Linked DNA regions of Bombyx mori: region 2 is linked to region 1. Evidence: chromatin contacts called from public Hi-C data. All regions are on one chromosome and are shown on one strand. The core of a region is the stretch at or near the end of the contact, and the rest is flanking DNA. Distances in the headings are between cores, read along the strand shown.

Region 1 (6,496 bases), core at 1,428-3,927:
GTCACGCCGCTGCTTGATCCGTTAAGAGAGTTTAAGCTATGAATGTGGAAGGCTTTAGAGGAAGAGACAGACCTAAGAAAAAAATGGATGGATTGCGTGAAAGACGATATATTACGACTTATTGTTTTTTTTATTGATTGTATTGATACAAAATATTTACCAATTTAAAAACTTTGCGGGGTTGGTTAAGTTATCGATTTTGTGTGAATGGTCGATATGGGAAACCCTGATGTAGGTGGTCACCATCCCAGTGTATCGATGCTGGTAATTACGCTTAGTAGTCAGTAGTCACTTAAAATTGGTCAGTACAGTTAGTAGTCACTTAAAATTGGTCCCATTAGGGCTCACGACCCGTCACCGACACTCAAATATTGAAATTAATTGGAAAAAATTAGAAATTTTAAGTGGGTAGTTAGATAATGACAGACGGTTGACTGATACTCATATTATGCGCTATACTTGATAACTTCGTGTCATCGTTCTAGTGTGTGAACTTGCACTAACACTTATGACGAACAAGATTTTCTAAAAAAAAATTACAGATTGTTGAACGAGCAAGTCGGAATCGTGAACTTTGCCCCTTACGAGTCTGTGTTCGCGGAGATGTTCGCGCACGCTCGCGTTACGTTCGGCGCGCTGCCCTCGCTGCCCGCGCTCACTGCGTACCTGCACAGGAATTGGAAGGAAGCCACCGGGAAGGATCTCCTGCCTGTCATAAGTAAGTCATCCAGGTACCGTTTTGAAGTCGTCGTGGCCTAAAGGATAAGACGTCCGGTGCATTCGTGTTGAGCGATGCACCGGTGTTCGAATCCCGCAGGCGGGTACCAATTTTTGTAACGAAATACGTATTTAACAAATGTTCACGATTGACTTTCACGGTGAAGGAATAACATGTGAACTAAAAATCAAACCCGCAAAATTATGATTTGCGTAATTACTGGTGGTAGGACCTCTTGTAAGTCCGCACGGGTAGATACCACCATTCCACTTATTTCTGGTGTTAAGCAGTAATGCGTTTCGGTTTGAGGGGCGGGGCAGCCGTTGTAACTATACTTGAGAACTTAGAACTTATGTCTCAAGGTGGGTGGCGCATTTACGTTGCAGATGTCTATGGGCTCCAGTAATCACTTAACATCAGGTGGGCTGTGAGCTCGTCCCCCCATTTAAGCAATAAAAAAAACATGTATTTGATACACACACACACACACACATATATACTCTTTTGTTTATCGTTAAAGTCTGTGCTCAAATTAGGAATAGATTAATATTGTTTGTCTATAATACTATTTGTCTATAGTGTAGCCTTGGCGAAATCTATGATTTAAAGTAGTAAAGTCTATGACAATAGAACCATAACAATGTTCAAACTTATAATTTAAATTGATAATTATAGTCGAATTTCGACTACTGAGCAACCACAAGTACAGTTTTAATGTGAGAAGACGGTATATTCAGACGACACTTTCGTTTCCAGCGTTGAAGCTAAGCGACTTGGTGAGTCAGCTGCAGCAGAGCTACCAGTTGACCACGGCGGGCCGGTTCCCCGAGGCCATAGAGCGGCTGCAGGGCGTGGCGCAGCGCGTGCCGCTGCTGCTGGTGGACTCCAAGGCCGAGCTGTCCGAGGCCCAACAGTTATTGGCCGTCTGCAGGGACTACCTCGTGGGACTCGCCATGGAGACCGCCAGGAAAGGTAACGCTTGCACATCTCTTCCCGAGCTCATCGAAAGACGACTATCATATGACTATGGTGTCAGTGTACTGCGATCGTTAAAGCCTTTTTACTAGTGGTAGGGCGTGTTATGAATTCCGGTTCGGAGAGTGACAACCCTAATGAGATACAACTGTGACTGCGACCTCATGTCCGTAGTTTAATCAATGTCTGCAATACGATGATAAGTAAAAAAAAAACTTACTGAATTAGTGAAATGGATTCGTTTAGAACGGGCTCCCAAACATATTTTGTCTACTGCCCACTTTGAGAAAAATCATTTTTAGCGCCCCCATTTTTTCACCGATGAAATTACAAATCGCCACCCAAGCCTCTACACAACGCCCCAATTTTTTTTCTGGGTCTCTTACCGCCCCCCTTTAGGCCTGCAGCGCCCAGAAGGGGGCGTCATCGCCCACTTTGGGAAAGGCTGGTCTAGAATATAGAAAGACCGTGCAATTAACTCGAAGCTTGGTTATATTGTTGTTGTTGGCTTTCCACATACTATTGTACGACAAAGCACGGGTGTACAATAAACGGTTTGACAATAAGTAGGTACCTAAGTTTAATGTCCCGCACTTGTCACACGCAGCGATGCCGAAGAACACCGTCGACGAACAGAAACGTACCTGCGAGATGGCCGCCTACTTCACGCACTGCAAGCTCCAGCCCGTGCACCAGATCCTCACGCTGCGGACGGCCCTCAACATGTTCTTCAAGCTGAAGAACTACCGCACGGCCGCTTCGTTCGCGAGGCGCCTCCTAGAGCTCGGACCCCGGCCTGAGGTCGCCCAGCAAGCGCGGAAGATCCTCCAGGCCTGCGAGAAGACCCCGACTGATGAGCACCAGCTGCTCTACGACGAGCATAATCCATTCAGCGTCTGCGGCATCAGCTACAAGCCCATCTACCGCGGCAAGCCGGAGGAAAAGTGCTCGCTGTGCGCGGCTAGCTTCATGCCTGAACACAAGGGGAAGCTGTGCCCGGTGTGCGGGGTCGCCGAGATCGGCAAGGACGCGCTCGGCCTCCGTATCTGTCCCTTACAGTTCAACAGATAGACTTGCACGTTAAAATCGCGTATCGAATTATGTAAGATTAATAATAATAATAAAGTATGTATTGTATGTTTCCTACTTATTTTATTTCTGTTCAATCATTCGTTCGTTCATTCGGTCATTCATTGACGTCACAGGAGTTGATGCGTCCAACAATTTCTGAAGTGCAAACAATAATTTGTATATATTAATTATGTAGACATTATAATGTAAGACTTTTAATAAATATCAAAGTGAATAATTTAGTTTTCATGTTAAATACGCAAACTGTAGTGTTCTACAATAAATACATGAAGAAAACATAATTGTTATTCATTAAAGAGTTACGCTAAAATAAACCTTGAGATTAATAGCATAAAGTGGGGTTTATTCTTAATGACAATAATCGCTTTTGCATTGATTCTTTTATTTTTAATTATTTCTGATTGCTATAGACGTCAGACCCTGGTGAGTGAAGAGAGGTCATCAATCACGAGCGCCTGCGATGCCAAGCGGCTGCTTTCATGGAGTCACGACTTCTTGAGGCCATCTTTGTAGATGATTCGTTTAAAGAAATCTGATTTTATCGTAAATTAAATTGGATCATAGAAATTGCTTCAAGTCGTAGACAAAATGAAAACACTTTTATGGCTTAGTCACGTTTTTTATTGTTGTTATGTTATTTCGGACGTTTCGAATACTTACCAGCTTTACAGAGAGAGAGAGGGGAAGAGAGAGAGAGAGAGAGGGAGAGAGAGAGAGAGAGAGAGGGGAAGAGAGAGAGAGGGGAAGAGAGAGAGAGGGGGAGAGAGAGAGAGAGAGAGGGGAAGAGAGAGAGACAGGGGGAGAGAGATAGATAGATTAAAAAACAGTTAACAACCAGATAAGTACTACAGATAGTTATACAGTTACTGGTATCCATAAACCTGGAAATCGTAATATGGGGCCGGATGGCGGTGCGAGATTTGTTCCCAGTTATTGTTATTCCATTATGAACATTACAAAATATAATTGTTGAGGCTTGTTGAGGGTTCAATTTATGAAAACCTTAATTAAAAATTTCAAGGTGCTCACTCACGGGGTCACCGCTTTAGCGGTTATATTGGTAGTGGTGAGAGTGAATAATGGTTAGGGGCGTTATCGGAAGTGAGAAAATTATAATAACTACTGGTCCCGCAGTAGTCGAAATTCGACTATAATTAATTGAAATTATAAGTTTGAAATTTATTATGGTTGTCAGAGACTATTTATTATACTTCTATAATCACAGATTTCCCCAAGACTACACTATAGACAAATAATAGTAAAGATAAACAATATTAACCTTTTTTCAATTTGACCACAGACTTTTAGCATTAACTATAGTTTGACAATAATCAAAGAGTATATATAAATATGTGTGTGTGTCAAATACATGGCAGTGTGTGTAATGTTTTCTTTATTGATTTAATGTAACTTTTATGCATTATTTTAAAAAAAATATTAGCATTATGCACTCCTTCTCTATATTCTCTATAAGTTTGGGAAATTTCATACTCTTCCGTCCGCGCAATTTTCGTAAAAAGGGGTATAAAGTTTTTGCTTCACGTATTAATATATAGATTAAATAACACAACTGGTTTATTCCTAGCGTTTATTTGCGACTGAACTTAAAAAGTAAAAAGCAACGGAGCTTGCGGGCGCAGCCGCAGGTTACGACTACACACAATTTTATTTACATAATAACCTGCGTCCCTACAGGTAACTTAACCTAAATCTTAGATGACAGATGAGTTGGTGGTCTCACATACCCACTCGTGTCTAGGGATTGGTTGCTTTAGACGTGATAACGATAAATCGATGAACACCCGCTGCACGCACGAAAAAGTGTCACGTTCCACTTGAGCCTGAGTGTGCGAGCGAGAGCGCGAAGCAAGCGATAGAGAGGCACGCTCAGCCCAAGCGTTGGCTTGTGACACGTGCAGTTCGAATAGTTCTGCTACTGACGTTATCTCGTAAAACTATCATCCGTAAACAGACTTTACAGACAAACAATGTTTTTTAAAGACCGCTAATGTCTACCGAAGGGGCGTTCATTACAGACCCGAATGTACGAAGTACGAAATGTACTTATATATGAGCGCAGTGATTCTAGATTCGAGACAGCTGGCGTCCTAAACAGGGCTAATGATATAAATAGTACGTCAGGAATGTCAAATAAATATCCTAATGCAATCTGGATAAACTATAAAATAAATATACGTAAATCATAAAGAAAACGAAAAGTATATTTGTTTTTTATTTATTATTTTCCCACATCACAAAACAATATAAATTTAACTGGCATTCCTTATAATAATTTTGGTTTATTAAAATTAATGTATAATTAACTAAAATTTAACAGCATTTTACAATCAAGGTTATAGTATTTTTTAGTGTACTTCACCACTGTTTTTATTATAAAAAAACACATTACTATAATGTATTCTTTTCTATAAATAAGTACAAATATAAACAGAATGATCTTGCTAAAAAACTATACTAAAATAAGCTATTATTTACAGCGACCCGGAAAAGTTCTTATATAACACACTGCTTAATCTAATTGTGATGACAAAACATCATTGGAATATTTCTCTAAACTTAAATTCAACTTAATTTTTATTGTACATACATGTTTTTATTTTACCAAAAATGCATTTAATATGCGGTCCTAATTAAAAATTTTATAAGTGAAATTCAATACAATTAGAGAAGTTATTGCTGTATGTCGTATCAATTTGAAAGCCATTTTGTATTATCTATTGTTAACAAAAATTACCTACCTACGTTAAGTTTTCTTATATTTCAATCGTAACAATATCAAGCCTAAAGTGATGAATATCCACAGAAATGTGACTAAGAAGCCGTTATAAACTGTAGAGTCGGTGATAGAAGCTCCCTTCTCGAACATATCTCGAAGGGAATTCGATGGTATCGTAAATGGTAGGGCCAGCGCGAAGTATCGTAGCCCCCCAGACATGCCTTCTAGGGGCCATAATATTCCTGAAAAATATCAAAAAAAAGGCATTTAAATTTCATACAATTATAATTCGTTTTATTTTTATGAAGCTATTTATTTATCTATACTAATATTATAAAGGAAAGATTTGTTTGTTTGTTTGTATTGAATAGGCTCCGAAACTACTGAACCGTTTTGAAAAATTCTTTCACTGCTTGGAAGCTACACTACACCCGCGTGACACAGGCTATAATATTTTTGGAAAAAAAATAGGGATCCTTAATAAAGCTCCAATAATGTAACCCAAGGTGTAAAAAAAATTATAGTTATGCCGCAATAAGTGTTCTTTTATTTTTAAAAATAAAACAACGTCGTTGAAATTTTTGTTAATGACCCGAGCGGAGCCGGAGCGGGCCGATAGTCTATATATATAAAAATGAATTGCTGTTCGTTAGTCTCGCTAAAACTCGAGAACGGCTGGACCGATATGGCTAATTTTGGTCTTGAATTATTTGTGGAAGTCCAGAGAAGGTTTAAAAGATAAATAAATATGAAAATGCTCGGAATTAAATAAAAATAACAATTTTGCTTTTCCTTTGATGTGTCCCCCGTCGGACGGATTTCTTTTATTTGTTTTAAGTTTATTTAATACAAAAGTTTAGGTCTTTTATTTATCGATTGAGGCACTACGAAGTCTGCCGGGTCAGCTAGTTTATAATAAAAAAGAAATTTATAATTCAGACGCACCGCAGAGTAGTATCATAGGATAGAAACTT
Region 2 (6,496 bases), core at 2,977-5,476, 320 kb before region 1:
TTTCATATATTTGTTAGTCGTTTGTTTTGTGTCTCGTTAATTTGTTAATAATCTGTAGTGTATCGTGTTGTCGTAATATAGAACTATTTCTCGTATTGTTTCGTTTAATTTTTTATATCCAGTAAACTCCAGTCGTGCGTCGGAGCGGACACACACACTTTTTTTTTTTGTCGGTGTGTGATTAACTATTATGATGGCTTTATTGCATTATTTTTATTACTTAGTTCGAGCTCACGGCCGTCCATGTTTTTAGTGGTTACCGGAGCCTACCGACATCAATAACGTAAATGCCGCCACCCACCTCGAGACATGAGTTCTAAGATCTCAGTTTTTACAGTACAACGGCTGCCTCACCCTTCAAACCGAAACGCACTACTGCTTCACGGCAGGATGGTGGTACCTACTCGTGCGGGCTTAAAACACTTCCTACCACCAGTACTGAAACAATTAATGGCCGTCTGGTGTAGTGGTAAGTGACATGGTCACTACACAAAGGGGTCACGGGTTCGAATCCCGCCAAGGGAAGATATTTGTATGATAAAATTAAATATCAAATGTCTTTTCCAGGGCTATGGATGTATATAATAATTATAATAATATGTACGTGTATAATAAAAATCTTACATTTATTTCCGTTATCTGGTACCTGTAACACAAGTTCTTTACGAACTTATCACGGGACCAGTTAAAAAAAGAAAAAAGAAAAATTAAACTAGCGAAACCATTTGGCAGATTTTTCCGCGACGTGGCCGCCTCCTACGGCATCTACACCGCTTTCTGGATCCTAGCTGTGTGCTGTGGGATTGGGTTCATATTCTCTGTCGCCCTACTGCCGGAGACGAAAGGGAAAACGTTCGATGAGATACAGGATTTGCTCAATAATAGGTATTGTTGCGTTATGTGAACTGTGTGCTTAGTGCGAGTTTTCTAATGTTCTCGATTGCGTAAAAGTTAACTCAAATTTGTATGGAGTTGGAACGTTTGCCCACGTTTGCCGCTAGGGTCGCTGTTCCAACTCCATACAAATATGAGTTAACTTTTACGCTATCGAGAACGTTAAAAAACTCGCACTAAACACAATGAACAGTCGTGTGGGATTCATAAAATGTAACCAGACGAAAAGTGCCGTGAAAAACTAACCTCAAAATATGTTGGCAAAGCCTTTGAACTATTGAAAGTTGAGGATACGAATATTAGTTTGGGTAACGCAATGACTTCGCGACACGAATAGACAAGCCGTGTTCACAGTATGCCATCGGTAAAGTTATTGTGCATACACTTTGCGGGTTTTATAGCCGATAATGAATTCGTGTTCATTTTTAATAATAAGGCTTGATTGTTTCAAGGTTATTTTAATACGCTTTTATTAGCTTCAGACGTAGGTATGTATGTTTGTAAGGGAATCTTTGAATATGATTTTGACCCCTTTAAAACGTCGGATTAACTCGAAATTTGGTATTCTTATTAAGGAGTGATGACTATACAATATTAAGTTAATATATGAAAAAATTGAAATTCAACTAAAAAATGAAAAATAAACAATAGTTTAAAAAAGTAACGAAATACGCTTTTACAGAAAATCCAACTAAAAAATAGAAAATAAATTTTAATAAATTTGAATTAAAAAGTGTAAGAAAAAATGATTTTATTGTAAAAAAAGCGTGGGGTGCATGGTATCAGTAGTTATAAATATTTTATGAACAGTTAAGAATAGAAGGGTTATTTTGATAATATCCTGAAAAGCACCCCACGCTCTTTTACAATAAATTATTTTTTTCTTACGCTATTTTTAATTCAAATTTATTTTCTATTTTTTAGTTGGATTTTCTGAAAAAGCGTATTTCGTTACTTTTTAAACTTTTTTTTTTACGAACTGGCTTTAATATATTTAATCTACAGTTCATACTGAGGGTCATCTTTCTTAGACCTCTACTACAGCATTAACAACGTTCGTCCATAATTTATTTGCCACCGTTGCGCTCGCTTTGAAACTCGATAAAATAATTATAATAACTGGGAATAACTCCCAATTCCCAAAAAATAGGATTCTATTGGTTACCAGAGACCAATAAAGATTCCGTGTTATTGGCTACCAAAGACTGATAAAAATACATACTGTAACATACTACTTAAATATTTTTTTAATATTTTATGACCTGGTAACTAAGATCTTTAGGTCACGTCTTATTTTAATTTATATTCGTATTTTTATGAAAATTTATAATATGGAGTGAAATGAAATGAAACAAAAATGATTAATTTGAGGCATTAATCAACTAGGATGAAATTAAATTAAATGAGATAAGATGATATAGGATGAAATATAATCTCAGTAAAATGGTGGTCATTTACTGATATTTTTTCAGTGGACTTTTTGGAGGATCCCGAGAAGTTACGTCCAGCGGCTTTGTTTCTTTTTCCCACATTTGTGCACTTTCACAGATATTAAACAGTTAATAAATCACCGTTATTACACATTTAAACCTGAAGAAACACTAAATAGACAAAATAAAACAAATCACACAACCTCACTCCTCGCATTCCCGCCAAAAAGTCATCCCTACTTAAATACGTATAAAATATATATAGATAATACCAGATACATTTTAAATATTTTTTCGTATTACTGCGTGTAAATTGAATAATATTTTGTTTCACAGGACGAAACAAGGTAATCCAGGCGCTTGAACACGACCAAGATGTACTCATTCACCACATGTTTGTAAATAATAAAATGTCTTTGATGAATTGTTTTGTTTTTGTAAAACTAAACCCCATGATCTTCACCGGGAGAGACTTACCAGTGTCCTCTGCTCTGCTTTTTTGTCCTATACTATGCTTGTCCGTGATTGTACAATCACCAACTTTACTTAAAATTTCAAAACGAAGCAAAAGGCCGGTCATATCTAAGAATTTTACATTAATATCACATTAATCACAATAACCAACCTTTAATTTCTTTAGAACAAAGAAGCTTTAACCTTAATTCTACTAAAATTAGGGTTATGGAATCATAGCGCAATCTAAACTACGCAAACGCAATTTTATGAGATATTCAATACTAAAATCATAATTCTGCCAAATTAAAATAACATTATGATTTAACTATTTTCTAACATTATCGGGATTACGTTTTTATGGTTAACGTAGTGCCATCTGTCAATGGAGTTCGGAACTAAAATTTGATTAAAATAATCTATAGCACAGTACGTGCGTAATAGAATAATCTAAATGGAATAAAATAATATCTACTGGAATAAAATAATCTAAATTTAGGATATGTGTCAATTTCCATCTAAATCTGTTCAACGGTTTACTGATGATTGGGTCACAAGCATCCTCACAACATTTCACACTTTTTTGTAGGATTAATAATGCTTTTTTAACTGAAGTCCAAATAAAACACGGAATTCAGATATAAAAATTTTTATTATAGGAAATATTTTGGATTCAACAACAACTCTTTTTGGGCTCGCCCGACAGCTGTTCCATTCTGCACGAAGCATGGCACGTACGTAACAAACTGAACGATACAAAAATAATGTGACCAAAATTTTATAGTCAAATTCTTACAAGCATCTGAAGAATATTTCTACGCTATCATCTCCCATATCTTAGCAAGGAGAACACGAAAAAGCAACATATACAGCTTTTTATGTCCATATGCGACCGTCAACAAAATAAGTAGCAATTATTAGATTTCAATTTAACAAAATTGACAAACCTTTATACTCCCATATTTATATTTTTTATAATACTACTACTCAATTTATAATACTTTATAAACCAATAGACTTATATTAATTTTTATGCTGACGGTACACGCATTAAAAACACGATTCATCTCTATACCGTGCAGCACGAAACAGCGTGTCGTTATACAGCCTACATACAGCACGTGTTTTCGTTGTCAACAATCGCCCGAGGTACTTCACACTTAGCACATACAAGTCGTCACCGACCCCACAACAACTCCTTACCGCGACTATCACATTTAACAAGCAACGCTCCGTTGATCCCCCGATGCAGGAAAGAAAAAAAAAAACACTTGATTTCTCTGTCTGCGTTCTCTCACAGTTATTCCTTTGCCTAACTATAAACTAGACTTAACATTAAAATTCTCACTCTAATTTTCTCTCACACATTCCGTTCACGCTCGCACATTATACAGAGCTCACGATATTATTATTAATTTTTTTACAATGATATCCATCGAGGGGTCACTCAATTCCGTTTCCGTATTCACTTTTGTTGCTTCACAAGCATTTTTATTACTATTCTTAGTTCGTTCGTAAACGCTGAACGTAGCGCAAAAGCTCGAATTTAATATTTACGCTAAATTGACTCTTTCAAGCATGTTAAGACCGTAATGTCCAAAAAACGAATGATCGTGAATTTAAAACAACGGTCACACACAAGACATTAGCTGCGATAAGAATAACTATGTATATATGTCATATAGTCGGTAACTAATCAGTAATAATTTCATTAAAAATTTACAAAGGAATTGAGCCGGCCCCTTTACATGAGAACAAAAAGAAAAACTTAACACGTAACCTATTATACAGAATCGATCGTTAACAAAATGAAACATTAAGACTAATAATAACCAAGACAGAAAAAAAAAAAAAAAAACTTGGAAGTGCCCGATTACATGTTGTAGGTTTTTTTTTAAAAGCACACGCGTCCGTTACCATGACCTACCATAAGAATTTTGCAAAGATACTTTGTAATATCGAAAATGACATAACTTCAATGATAAACAGCTGGTTTTATTTAAAGTCCACAAAACGACAACGATCCCTTGTTAGAAATACACCAACATAATCATATTTGTATTAATTAGGTGGGAAAAGTTTTGTAATAAACAAAAACAATAATCTTTACAATCTTCTACCGTGGTAAAGAAAACTTACAGTTTTTATAGGTCCTATTTTTTTTAAGTTTTATAGTGTATTTCTAAGGCATGAAACGCGAAAATAAAACAATAAAAAAGCACATTTGACATTACAAACCGCGTTAATCGTTGGCGGAAAATAATTAATTTTTTTTTTTTGGAGTTTACTCCTTTAGAATCGATTTACATATATAGGCCCGGGGTATGAAAATTATGGGGACCAAAATCGTACTAGCATGTCACACGAAATGCGTTATGCGCCTGATTGCGCATGTCACACGAAATGCGTTATCGCAGGTGACGCCGGGCTGCTGCGCCGGCAGTCCGCCACAAAGCCTCGTACTGATCGCGCGTTTCTCTCATTATTGTATTTTCATATATTTGTTAGTCGTTTGTTTTGTGTCTCGTTAATTTGTTAATAATCTGTAGTGTATCGTGTTGTCGTAATATAGAACTATTTCTCGTATTGTTTCGTTTAATTTTTTATATCCAGTAAACTCCAGTCGTGCGTCGGAGCGGACACACACACTTTTTTTTATCTATATCATTTAAGGATCGTCCGCAAGTAGATCACTGCGGATTTTTGGAGCAAAACATTCGGTTGACCCTAAACTACTTACATTGTGACAAAATATTTATTATTTATTTATTTATATACTCAATTTGTTCAGGCCTCCGTTACTATACTATATTTACATTTATTTATAACATTACTGTTTCATTACAAAGCTTCCTTAAATAGATAGGTACAGATAATCAAATTAAAAAAAAAAGAACTAAAATCACATTAATTATTCACATACAGTACGTTGTTTATGCCCAATCTATCCCGTTGCGAACTTGATTGGTTTGAACATGTGGCAAGAAAAAAATGGCTTGAAACTATTATTCAGAAAGCGGAAGACTAAATGGAACACAATTACATTTTTTTTAAACTTTTTTTCATTTCCCTATTAAGTACAAAGTGGCAAAAGGGTTCGTTGCCGACGTAAAGATCTAGTCTATGTAATGATCAAAATGCCAATTAATACAACTCGTGAACTCGCTGTTGTAATGAAATACATATATTAATATATATTTAGTATATTAAGTCAATGTTCTAGGAAAAAACATATTTTGTAATTTCATGCCTAAAGTGCACCACCGTGAGCATGCCACCCCATTTGAAACAGTTCCATAAAGTTAGTCTCTCTTCTTATTATTCATTCTGAAGTCCATATAGGCTATGGTTAGAACTCAAGAACAATCCTTGGAAACCATTTCTTGAAGAATTATGTATATTAATTAATATAGAAGTATTTTGCGGGGATGAAGACAGGACGCTGTGTCGTTCTCGCAAAAAGCTTCGACATAAACTTTGCCTGGATGATGTGAATATTGAAGTCACTGTTCAGTATAATGAAATTAAAAACGCTTATACCATTTTAATTTTTATATTATTTTTAATGAAACCATAATAATTAACAGCAAACACGTGAATTAGGTGGTCGTAATATTGTAAACCATGGAGGTATAATGGTTTTCGTCATCTAGGCGTTCACACTTAATGCAATTGAGTTCCCTTGTTGGCGTTTACATGAATTTTTCAAATTTAATTAC

What was found. Hi-C and Micro-C count contacts between places; a contact is called where the count stands out from the background.
Region 2: a Hi-C map of middle silk gland shows a contact between it and region 1, with 2.9 times the contacts expected there. The contact joins two enhancer-like sites. A contact is called at or near these places in 2 of 7 Hi-C or Micro-C datasets (middle silk gland and posterior silk gland).

What each region holds. Positions count from the first base shown.
Region 1 is chr26:3,484,657-3,491,152 of ASM3026992v2, reverse strand. COPA (coatomer protein complex subunit alpha) reads left to right here. Exons shown (of 21, transcript NM_001172721.1): 19 at 543-718; 20 at 1,475-1,690; 21 at 2,301-2,997. The coding sequence ends at 2,764. It overlaps LOC101737884 (ABC transporter G family member 20), which reads right to left. Exons shown (of 16, transcript XM_012696254.4): 15 at 6,468-6,496; 16 at 5,006-5,764. The coding sequence ends at 5,550. Among protein-coding and RNA genes, the nearest start is that of COPA, 24 kb to the left of the region's middle. Within about 2 kb of position 2,677, at least 5 of the 8 cell types and tissues checked have open chromatin away from gene starts, as enhancers often do.
Region 2 is chr26:3,811,166-3,817,661 of ASM3026992v2, reverse strand. It overlaps LOC101740520 (protein phosphatase PP2A 55 kDa regulatory subunit), which reads right to left. Exons shown (of 11, transcript XM_021352466.3): 11 at 3,411-6,496. It overlaps LOC101738280 (facilitated trehalose transporter Tret1), which reads left to right. Exons shown (of 11, transcript XM_062676302.1): 10 at 733-885; 11 at 2,661-2,748. The coding sequence ends at 2,688. Among protein-coding and RNA genes, the nearest start is that of LOC101740387, 25 kb to the right of the region's middle. Within about 2 kb of position 4,226, at least 5 of the 8 cell types and tissues checked have open chromatin away from gene starts, as enhancers often do.